Linked DNA regions of Triticum aestivum: region 2 is linked to region 1. The links are chromatin contacts, called in public Hi-C maps. All regions are on one chromosome and are shown on one strand. The core of a region is the stretch at or near the end of the contact, and the rest is flanking DNA. Distances in the headings are between cores, read along the strand shown.

The links. A called contact is a pair of places that touch in the nucleus more often than the background predicts.
Region 2: a Hi-C map of leaf shows a contact between it and region 1, with 6 times the contacts expected there. The contact joins the promoter of LOC123166278 here to the promoter of LOC123163631 in region 1. A contact is called at or near these places in 2 of 5 Hi-C or Micro-C datasets (both in leaf) and 1 of 1 datasets of contacts at active chromatin or transcription factors (leaf).

Annotation. Positions count from the first base shown.
Region 1 is chr7D:160,720,595-160,726,384 of IWGSC CS RefSeq v2.1, reverse strand. LOC123163631 reads left to right here and starts at 2,158. Exons shown (of 16, transcript XM_044580990.1): 1 at 2,158-2,929; 2 at 3,027-3,114; 3 at 3,213-3,416; 4 at 3,498-3,581; 5 at 3,660-3,731; 6 at 3,809-3,891; 7 at 4,005-4,133; 8 at 4,279-4,359; 9 at 4,709-4,801; 10 at 4,882-5,031; 11 at 5,115-5,237; 12 at 5,343-5,790. The coding sequence starts at 2,580.
Region 2 is chr7D:161,029,769-161,036,006 of IWGSC CS RefSeq v2.1, reverse strand. LOC123166278 (probable galacturonosyltransferase-like 9) reads right to left here and starts at 4,675. Exons shown (of 1, transcript XM_044584052.1): 1 at 3,030-4,675. The coding sequence starts at 4,496. The coding sequence ends at 3,429.

The DNA.
Region 1 (5,790 bases), core at 909-3,408:
TCCCCTCTAGTCAACTATATCGTTCCTTTCACAGGATACAGACAATACAGCTTCATCGATTCCTTGAACTCCACATGGTCTTTCAAATGCCCTTGAACTTCCTACAACGACAGCTTGTCCCTCTCGATCTCTGATATGTCTTCATCGCCCCCCCACATAATCCAAAACAAGATCAGTGCAGACGAACTGGCCTCCAAAATGAAACCCGACATTCAAAATCTCCGTAGGGTTCATGATTTAACTGAAACAAACATGACAATATCACTACATTGTCCTAATCCGTGCATTTGGAATAACAAAAAGGCACAAAAATCGAACCAAAAACCCAGATCTCCGAAAAGCCCCAGTTTTTCTCCGTGAAACCCTAACACTAACAGAGCGGAGAGAGCCTAAATTACGGCGAGCGGAGGAGGAGTACATCGGCGACAATACCTTTGACGCCGCTCATCACCGCGTCGTCACGATCACCGCAGATCACCCGCCCGTCGCCATTGCCGTCGCTCGAGCAGGGGAATTCTAGGAGAAGCCAAGAATGGGGATGTACTGCCTCTACGTGGGCTGCCTCTGCACTAAAAACATGGGAGGCGCTATGGGCTGCTATGAGACAGCCCAACTTCTACACGCCCAACGTGCCCAATAACCATCAATCCAAGTTTCTGTCTGCCATGTCATCAATCCTTGTTTGGGAATGCGACCAGGGGTCATTTTAGACCGGGATTAGAGAGTTCAGTGTGCTGATTCCTAGGATTTAGAGTTTAGGGTTTGATTAAGCTAACGCCTACGAGTTCAAGGTTTTATTTTGGACTTTTTCCTATCTTGGCAATGGGCGCCTCAAGCGTCAAATAGGAAATGAAAAAAAACAGTTTTTTTAGGGATCCCACACTTTATTAATTAGAAACTATGTTCATAGGGATACAAAGGGGGTCATGAGGGGATAGAAGCCACAAATGGGAAAATTTCACAAGGTTGTGCGCCTCTAGATTCGAAGCACGACCTTCAAATACAAAATCACAACTAGCAAAATACCCTCTTCTATTATTTATCTCCTTGACGACCGTGATATGGGGGCTTCCTATCCCCTTTTTGATGTCATCCGCAATTGGCTTGCAGTCACATGCAATCACCAAGTGATCCAAAGATAAATCAGCCGCAAGTGCCAAGGCCTTACGACAAGCAATGGACTCTAAAATTGTAGGATTTATAACCCGAGGTAGAACAATTGCCGAGGACCCGAGGTACTGACCATGTTCATCCCTGCACACTGCTGTCGCAGCTCCAACACGCCTATCATGGGACAGACCCCCATCTACATGGATTTTAACATGTCCGCTTGGAGGTGCTTTCCAAGAGCTCCGCCTCATTATTGCATGTGCGCGTCCAGCCGGAGTGGAAGTGCTAACAATCATATTCACACCATCCAACTTGGCAATGAACCTTTCTATGAAGCGGTGAGTCGACATTGGGCTTTGAAATATTGACTCATGTATAGCTTTTCTACGCGCAGTCCATATTGCCCAAAGAGTGACGGTCATCTTCACAAACTCCATATGTGATAATGCATCCATCATGTTGAAGAGCCAATGTTTAGCATTGGGTTCTTGAGACTCAACAATATGATCAGTTAATTCCTCGTCACCTAAGGCCCACACACACCTCGACGCTGTGCAATCAATCAACGAGTGCCTCCATGAATCAACTGCTCCACATAGTTGGCAAGAATCTGTGTCACACATGTTTCTATGGTGGCGCACATCCTCTGACAGCAAAGAATGTCTTGCGAGCCTCCAAAGAAAAGTTCTAATTTTGCTTGGAACTTTGGTGTTCCACAAAGATGACTAGCACTTCTCATCTGCCGTGCTGTTGGATGAATCTCCTCTTTGATCGAGCAAGTTATCTCTCATATTTCTCAAATTCACCAACATTCGATATGCCGACCTGACAGAAAATGCACCTTTCTTTTCAAATTGCCATGCCCAGAAGTCAGTCATTGGTGTCGTGCAAAGAGGTGTATTCTTTATAACTTGAATATCAGACGGAAGAAAAAAAAACAGGTGAGCGACATTCGCAATAAAAAAGATTCGCGACCCACATGGGCCGGCCCGTTACGTACGAGATTTACGCCTCCACGCAGACCCTAAATGCCGCAGGTGGCTCGCCCGACCCACGCACTGCACTATTCTCTCGTCCCGCCGCCGCCGCCACCCGACACATGCCCCGAAACCCTCCACCCGAGAGCACGTTCACCTCCGAGCCTCCGACGCCGCCGCCCACGCTGCCGCCCCGCTCCTCGCAACTTCGCCGCCGCCGCCTTTAGATCTTACTACTAGGTCGTCTTTGCCACCGCCGCCGCCGGCCCACACTGCGTCGCCCCGAGCTCTTCCGGCGACCCAGAGCATAAATGGCTGACCCTAACACCGCCGCCGCCCACGCTGCCTCCCAGGTCTTACTCGTCCCCCACAGCCACCCCGTTCCTCGCTGCTTCGCCGCCGCCGCCGCCGCCGCCGCTAGATCTTTGTAGATCGTCTTTGCCGCTGGCCCGCACTGCGTCGCCCGAGCTCTCCGGGCGACCCAGAGCCTAAATGGCCGACCCTAAAACGTTGAAGTACAGGTTGCGACCTGTCGAATTCAAGGGCAAGCAAACTCATATTATATGTTATCATAATGTTCCTGTGTGGCCTACGACAGTTGCCGTAGTGAATTACTTTCTCCTCACCGATCCGTCGTGCTTTAAGTTCGACAAGACAGTCGATTTTATCTCCGTTTATGATCTGCGGAACATGGCAGCATCCCTTGGGGATAAGGTAGTGACGCACATCAAACAGGATCAAACAAAAGACTGGACGAAGGACGAGAGGAAGGTAGCTACGGGTGCCTCGTTGTCCACATTATTGCAGCTAGACGGATCTAGCATTCAACCGATTAACATATTGTATGTGAAAAAGACATTATCCTTTTGTAAATATATCCCTTCTATTTAGTGTTTACCTTCTGCCTTAACATGTTTTGTTATGTCTGATTTGACGCAGCACCTCTGGTTTTCTTGATTCTCCAATCATTTCTACCCTTTGTCATTTGAATATACCAATCCTGCATGGATGGATTCTTCCCCATGAGGTACTCTATACATTAGTTAGATCAGTATTTGTAGATAGACCAGTGTTTGTAGAAACTGTACTTTTTACAACCCTTATATTTTGTTCATTCAATATCAGGATAAGTACAATAAGCTTCGCGGCAAAATTTCTCAGAATCCAACACTTGTACTGAAGGGAATGGAAATTGCAAGTGAATTTTTACAGAATTCTCAGACTGAGTTAACTCAACAAGGCATTAAACTTCTGATGAGTAATAATGATGCTATTGCTGAAGGGAACCTTTGTGCGTTATATAAAAAACATCTTAATTTGATGTATAAGGTATTACATTTCTTTCATTTAGATATCAGTTGAAATACAGGGGCACAACAAGTATTATAATCTCTTATTTATTTTGTGTAGCATAAAGGAAACTTATATGTCCTTGTGACAGAAGGGGACACCCAAGACATTCCCCCCACCGCAATTTGGAAATCTTTAACTATGGTGTGTTAAACATTCCCCTAGTGCAACATTAACTCGACATTATCTATTTTACAAGATAATTATCTTTCTTATTAACAGGGTTTCGAAGAGCAAGTGTTATTCACCGACAATTTTGTCCCTCTTCCCGCCGACGAGCAACCAAATAAGGCGGTAAGTTTTTGCCAAATCTCAGCAATTCCTTTGCAAGACCAGACCTCTAATTTTGTTGGCTAACTCTAAATGAACAGGGTAGAGAGTGGGTTGTTGATTGGCAAAAAAGGTTGGCAGATAGTGAAGCAAAAAAACAGGATAAGAAAATGAGAAGGAAGAGGTGCGAACTGAAAATGAAAAAGATGCATGCTCATTCTATCAAAACACATAGTAGTCTCTAATAGACTATTTACTTTTTACTTCGGTTATTCATGATTTTTTTAATATATGCAGACCAAATTCAGATATTGTACCTACTCCTTCGTCATCTCCAATCACACAAGAAGTGACTAATGTACCTACTCCTTCGTCATCTCCAATCACACAAGAAGTGACTAATGTACCGCTGAACTCAACCGAAGAGTATGTGCTAGCTAAGTGTTTAAGTTGCATAGTCTTATGTTTTCCTCTACTCAAATAGTAACATCGCTCTACCTGTCTATACTTACAGTATTAACTGTCTAATTGACTACTTTACAAGATTTCCACTCAAATTCTTTACCTGCAGCCACGACGACAAATTGGAGGGGCCACCCAATCCTGTTATAGTTGCATATGCACCTGCTGCCCCTTTGGATAGTCTGAATGGGTAAGTTCCACATGGTTCTATTTCTCTTGTTGTTCCGTCTAATATGAAAACAGTATCTTACTGACAAACTCTTGGTTATTTTGCTAAATTTTTTTCCCATTCTACCTGCAGTCAAACAACATCTTTGGCTGATGCGAGTAAAGTGCCGGTGCTCTCCAGCGCCGACAAAAAATTGGAGAGGCCAACCAGTCCTGGTAGAGTTGCATATGCACCTGCCTCTTCGGATAGTCTGAATGGGTAAGTTCCACATGGTTCTATTTCTCTCGCTGTTCCGTGTAATATGAAAACAGTATCTAATTTACAAACTCTTGGTCATTTTGATAAAAACAATTTCCCATTCTACCTGTAGTCAAACAGCATCTGTGCCTGATGCGAGTGAAGTGCCGGTGCTCCTTCCTACATCAGTCATATGGAAGCTTGCTTTTTCAGACTTTCTGGAAAAGTAAGGCCTACTTGATTATACTGGTTTTTCTCAATTTAATATGTGGTATGATACAAATAATTTTTATTTTATTGTGGTAGGTACATATACGGAGAAAGTGATGTATATTATTTCCCAACCTTGTTGAACTTCATGAAGAGTGTTACACTGTTTAAATTTGAAGTTCGGATTTCTGATATTGCGATACATAATCTAGTTCTTGCTTTAGCTATTCAAGGGAACATTGAAAGGTAAGTTATCGCCAGCCACATCTTTTATAGCTTCGTATCCTACCCTGCATCAGTATGGAATTTTACCAAAATCTTACTTGTAGCTTCACTGAACTGTTAACCCAACCGGTTATCGACTTCATGATAAAGCAAGAATTTGATGCTGAAGAAGTTATAAAGAAAAGAGTCGAGCTAATATTTCATGATGATATGCCTGCACAAAGAAGGTATGTCCGTAAAATAGCAATGACTGAACACCAAGAATGCTGAACCTTATTTTGTTTCTTCTGTTCTTGCTGTAATGTTTGATGTGATGTTTTTCTTTATTGTAGAGTTATATCCTTCTCTGATTATGCCAAGTATATGGTCCTTGTATGGTCATATCAAACTTATAACGGGACGTGGGAAAACGCAACCTCCCTCGATGGACGACAAGCGGGTTTAGGATATCTGGCCTATATATTAAGAAATCATGCCCTGAGAAAGTCATGGGGTGGGAACTTTGTTGACTCTGACATGAAAGTCATTGACGGCCAATTCATCATAGATAAACCAGCTGTTGAAGAATTCAATCAAAATAACATCTGTGTCGACCTGACTACCTTAATCAAGAATTTGCAGAGGCACTATAGAAGCAAAGTTGCTGGACCTCCAGCATACTTTGATGTATTTCAACAAGATATCATGCAGCTTATGCCTCATCATCAGAAAAATCCAGAAGAATACGAGGAGTTCCTTGTATTTTTGCAAAATCATTTTGCATTCAAGGCGCCGTTGGTT
Region 2 (6,238 bases), core at 3,426-5,925, 310 kb before region 1:
GCCGATGTCTCCCTCGAAAAAAAAGAGCAGTGCCGATGTGGGCACTTCAGGGAGACGGAGCCGGCCGGCTGGCCGAACACTTCTTCAGGCGCGACCAAATTCTGAAGGACCCCTTCCTCCTTTTGAAACTCGTTTCAGGGAGGCAGAGCCGGCCGGCCGGCCGAACACTTCAGGCGCCACGGACTCCTACTTTTCTTTCGCCACTAACCCGCACATCACATGTTCATTTCGCCACACTATCAGAATGTCTGACCATCAAAGAAGCAGAGCAAGTCTCTGCTGTTCAGGTTGCTCCATGGCGTTGACAATGATCTCATCTCTGCTGCATTGTTGGAGAGGGACATGACGACGCACAATGCAATGCGTCCTTGTTCCAGAAGCCAGGAGGCAAGTGGATTCACTCATGAAAAAGGATAAAGCTCGTAAAGATTCGTCGCACTCAAAATAGGGTCAGTCACGAGTTAGCAAAAGTATGGTCTGATCTGAATCCCCACAAACCAACGCACCGTGTGTATGTGTTGGCTAGAGTGGTCCGATGGACGTAGCTGCTAGTCTGGGGCAGTTCTAGTGTGGTGTGGATCATGCCCGATGAAATGAAACCTCTCTTTCTAGCAGAACAACACAACGATTTTTCAGCAACAAAATTCAGCGGGCAAATGTACATGCAAGAGTGCGTGTTTGAGGCTTGGACATTTTCACAAAGGTTTATGTGCTTGCGTGCTTTCAAAGAAACTTGACCGTATGAAATTACTTGTCACAAAAATGGATGTATCTACAATTAAAATACATCTAAATACATTCATTTCTTGGACGGGTAATTCCAAACAGATACACTCCGGTTTTTCTTTTGCGCATTACTACAGTACTCCCTCCGATGGACATAGTTGGTTAAATTTATAGTCAAAGTTGAAGCACGGGAACCAAAGATGCACTATATTTTGGAATGGAGAGAGTAGTACCAAATTTGACCTGGCGCAAATTTCGTTGCGCATCTTTTACTCTCAGAACAGAGGCCTTCTTTGATTCATAGGATAAGAATTTTATAGGAATAGAAAAAATCACAGAAAGTGAGGTGACATGCATCTCAATTCCTAAAGAGAAAGAGATGTCATTTGGTGTATAGGATAGTATTTTTTCATTGACTCTAGATTAATGTTTTTTTTTCCTTCAAAATGTGAAGGACTAATTCCTATCCATAGGAATCCGTTTCTACAAACCAAAGCGCGAATTTTTTCTTTGCAAATCCTATCCTATAGAATTCCTACAAAGTTCCTACAAATTAAAGGAAGGCGTGAACAGTCGATCCATTCTTCACCACGGCCACCTCCCAGTAAATCTTGGGACGTAACCCAGCGCTGCCACGTTCCATTACGACGACGATTTGATTTCAGCGCAGACGGCAGCTCGCTTCCGCAAGAGGACAGGCACTCCCGGTCCAGCACCAGCCCGTGCCATTACGACATGCCGCCGAATCCGAAGCCGTCGCCGCGCGCCGACGGCCCTCCCCCTCCCCTCCCCTCCCCTCCCTCCGTCGGCCATCGACCGAGTTTACTGCGCGCGTGTACCTCCTGCCGCCTGCCGCACCACCTGAATCCGGTGGCCACCATCAATAATGGAGGCACCAACGCCAGTAATGGCGGCCAAATCCGGCCGCTGCCACAGTCCATGGTCCGATAGTAGGAACAGTGCCCACCCTCCACTCGGATCACCGCAGTAACTTTTGCGCCGACGACGGCCTCCGCTCGCCGTTAGATTCTGGACAGATACGCCACCGCCTAATTTCTCGTCTCGAAAAGGAGATGCTACCGACCGCTGCGACGGTCGATGTTTCTGATCGGAGGTCAGAACGGATCGGATCCAGTTCCTTCGTCAGTAGGCGGATGGTTCATGGATCGCCGGCCAGAAAGCATCTCTCACATGAAAACAGCACTAGGCGAAAACGACGTGTTCCTACAACGCCACCACGAAATGCACCATCATTGCAGGTACCGGATTTCCCAAGAACAATGGCTTTTCTCTCCTTTTCCTTTATAATCAATCATGCAGGGCTATCAAAAAGGGGGGGTGGCCGATGATGCCCGGTTGGTGGAGACGAGAGAGGGGAGGAGTTCACGATTCATCACATTTCAAACAAAGTGCACAGCACGGAGGAGGCCAAAAGGCAAAGCGAGAGGAGGAAGCAAGATTAGAAGACACCGATGATTAGCTGCACTGGAAACTGCACTAGACTTGCAGTTGCAGCTCCCCTAGCTCATCATTGGCTGGCTGCCTCCTGGCTGGACCTTTCTTGTGCTTGTGTAAAGGTGGGTGAGCTTTGACATGTGTGCATAAACTATGGAGGAGCTATGGGAGTCTTCCATTTGGTTGGAGGTGCTTCAAGGCTTCGGCTATGAGCTAGCAGGAGCTCCTCATCAGTTGGGATGATTGTACTAGTGGCCTGGGCTAGCTGGCGAGCGGATAAGTTAAACAGCAAATAGCCACTTTGATTGTGGTGCAAGCAAAATGATTTGACATCCTAAATTATGATATGTTCACTTGTTTAGAGATGTGTTGCTCAAGAACAAATGTAGTTGATGGGCAGTTCAAATAGTAGCACTAAACCAGGCGGGAAATTGATTGGGCACAGGGGATTTTGAAGAGAAACTTTGAACCTCCCCAGTCACAAGCCCCTTGTGTGTAGTATTGATTTCCTGCAGAAGAGAAATAATGAACAGAGTTGTAGTATAACAGAGGAATTGTGCAATCACAGGAGAATGTAGTACATCAGGAACAGCCAATTTTGCCGGCGAAAATTGCTCTTTTTCAGTTCAACATTTCAGCCCATGCCTCCATCAATCTGAAGGACATGGTTGCCCTGGTTCTGAATTCTACAAAAATGCAGAACTCAGCTATGTTCTTCATCAGATTGACATTCGAGCGATAGTGTAAGCCTTCCAAGGAGAAACCACATCAGAACCAGATACAACATACAGTGAGAATCCACTCAATTCAACTGAATTTGACGCAACCCAAAAATGCAGAGACCAGAGTTTCAGATCAAGAACACATAGTCTTATTATGAATGAAAGAATCGTCAATAACAACAGAACAAAATCCCAGTCTTTCCTAGCACTATCAACGAATTGTACATCGCCACCAATCCAGCGAATTGGCAACCCCCTAGAATGTCCACCTCGAGCAAAAAGAATCCAAATCCCCCCACATAACCAATCTGATTTTCTACCAAAAAGAACAAGCTCTTCTTTTTTTCTCTATCCACCACTCTCCTCCCTCCTCCTCGCGCAGCAATCGCCGGCGATCCTCCCTTCCTTCCCCCCTCGCCGCCCTGTACAGCCGACGGCAACGGCAGCCGCAGCGCTGCCATTGCCAAGAACCGCCTAACCAACAAAAGAATTACTGTAACTAGTCAGTGCAGCTACGGGCTCCCTCTACCAGGCGGACAATGCCGGCCCGGAAGCCGGCGAGGCGGCGCTGCTCGCGTCTCCGGCGATGTAGAGGTCGTAGGACTTCCAGGTGTGGTCGAGCGGGCAGGGCCTGCCGGCGTCCAGGCGGTCCCACGGCTTGCCCTTGCCCGACCAATGCATGAGGCTGACGGGCCCGTCGTGGAGCGGGCGGCAGCTGCCGTGCACGTTGTCGCCGCCGAGGCCGTGCTGGTTCCAGCGGAGGTCGACGGCCTCCACCTCGCCGGCGAAGACGAGCAGGAACGGCGGCAGCGAGCCCAGCTCGTAGATGCGCCTCTCCTTCTGGATCTCCATCCAGCGCTCGATCCGGCGGCGGTAGTTGCCGGCCCTCCAGCGGCGGAGGTCGATGACCATGACGCCGGTGTTGAAGTAGCAGGGCGGGCGGCGGCGGCCCGCGAAGACGCGCGCGCCGAGCGCCGGGTCGGACCAGAAGGCCGGGGTGAAGTAGCGGGAGAAGTTGGCGTGGCAGTACTCGGGCGCGGCGACGACGGCGGCGGCGGGGAGGCGGGTCTCCCAGAGCCGGCGCACGTCGTCGGCGGCCAGGACGTCGGAGTCGAGGTAGATGGCCCGGGGCACGCAGGGCGGGAGCAGGTCGGCGAGGTGGTTCCGCGCGTAGTTGAGCGGCGCCTCGAGGGCGGCGCGCACGGACGCCGAGATGAGCCCGGCCACGGCCTCGGCGCGGAACGGGTAGATCTCGAACCGCAGTGACGGGAAGGAGGCCGCCAGCGCCGCGCGCAGCTCGCCGTCCCCGGGCGCCGCGGCCAGGAAGTGGAAGAAGAGCGACTCCGGGCAGGAGGCGTGCTTGAGCAGCGAGTAGATGGCCGCCATGGAGCCCCGCAGGTAGTGCGCGTCGAGGGTCATGGCGATGTGCACCAGCCCCGGGTCGCACACGCCGGCCGCGGTCGCCGCCGGGCACCCCTCCCCGTTCCGGTACTGCGGCGCCTCCGCGAACCTCGGCAGCGCCGCCGCCGCCTCGCCGGGGACGGCCAGGAGGAAGAAGAAGAGCAGCGCCACGGCTGCCCCGGCCGCCCTCATCGCCGCCGCCGCCGACGGTTCTTGGATTCTTGCGGCGCTCGCTCGCTCTGTGCGGCGCAGGCTGTGGTGAGCTGTCCCGCGTGGTGGTGCAGCAGTGATGCGGGGGGCGAGGGCGGGCGTATGTATCGGCGCCGCGGTGCGGTGCGCGTATGGGATGGGAATGGTGGTGGGTTTTGGGGGAGGTCTCCGGTGATAAAGGGGGGTCTCGTGCGCGTTCGGGAAACGCGTACGAGTAAACGTTTTCCTAAAATAATCAGCGCGTAGACGCTGGAAGGTTGCTCGGTCACTTCCATCCGTCTACTTTTCAATTCGGCCACGCCATTAGCTGTTGCATGCTTTAATTGTTTTCATTTCAAAACATTTACTTACAACATTACTACATGAAGATTCTGGTTTCCATAGAAAAGCATGCACTGAGGTTTTGCCAAAAAGAATACCACTAGTATAATGGTGAGAGTGGGTCTTTGCATTTTGATTTTTGAGCTCATGTTGTGTATCTCTTGGCATTGACAAAATCATATTTGTCCATTTTAGACTAATGACATATTTCCGCCATTGACATATCTTTTTTGTTCTGTCTGGTCTATAAAGTCAATTGCATGTTTAGTATTAATTGATCTTTAGGCTTTTCTTCGCTACTAAATGAATTTTTGAGTAGGCCCGCGGCTTTCGCGAACTAAAGTGGATGTTCACATGTGTATCTCGGTGATGTGCTTCATATATCTGTGATATGGTGAGATATTTTATTTGGCATTGCCTATTCCATTATATTGTAGCAATATTATTTTGTTGTAGCAATGGTGGTGGTGTTTGATTTGTTTGGTCAACTTTCGTCCATCTCATGTGCAAATTAATATCGATATCCACACGGCCATGCCTATAATTATTATTATTTTATATCCATTGGATGTGCCAAAATATGTTTCCTAATTTTTCTTGTTGCATTTATTTCTCACGTTGACATTTTGTTGTAACTGAGACGTTCTTTCTCTGGTAGTCTTAGAGCTAAAAAAAATTGTATACACACTCAAGATTCCAAACAAAGTACATGCTAAAACACCACGACATATTTGTGTGTGGCCCTTAAGGCTGGTCATAGTGGGGAGTATCATATACCAGTATCATGCATATGATACTAGTGTATGATACTAGTACATCCATAGTGCATAGTAGTAACATAGATTAGTATCATAGGTGGTCTCATTTATTGTCATGCATGACACACAGTAGCATAACATTTATTATGTTACGGTATCTACATATGTTACTATAACCATCTCTCTCTTCTTTAATTGACTGCCACATATGCATGTTTCTGAATCCCAAGTGCATGACACTACTTATGTTACCCCCACTATGGCCAGCCTAAAACATCACCATGAAAGGTGTCTTTGTGCGTGATTTGGAGACTCATTAAAGTTTTTGTCGATCACCGTGTTTTATGGTGACGAGTCACTGTTCACTTCTAGCTGTGCTATCTACCTCATTTCCAAAAAAAACTATTGGCCGTCATATTAGGCTATTAGTTGTTGCATGCTTCTATGGTCTCACAATGTTTGCATAGTTGTACTACCAGTGTCCATGTTTATTCTAGTAGTAGCAACATGTTACATGATGATGATGTGAGTTGATAGTAGTTAAGGACATGAAAATGGAAAGTTATATTTTATATAGAAGAATAGAAACTTCAATTTCAAAAAATCAAATGCTTGTCTACTGGTGCATTTTGATTTCATTGTGTG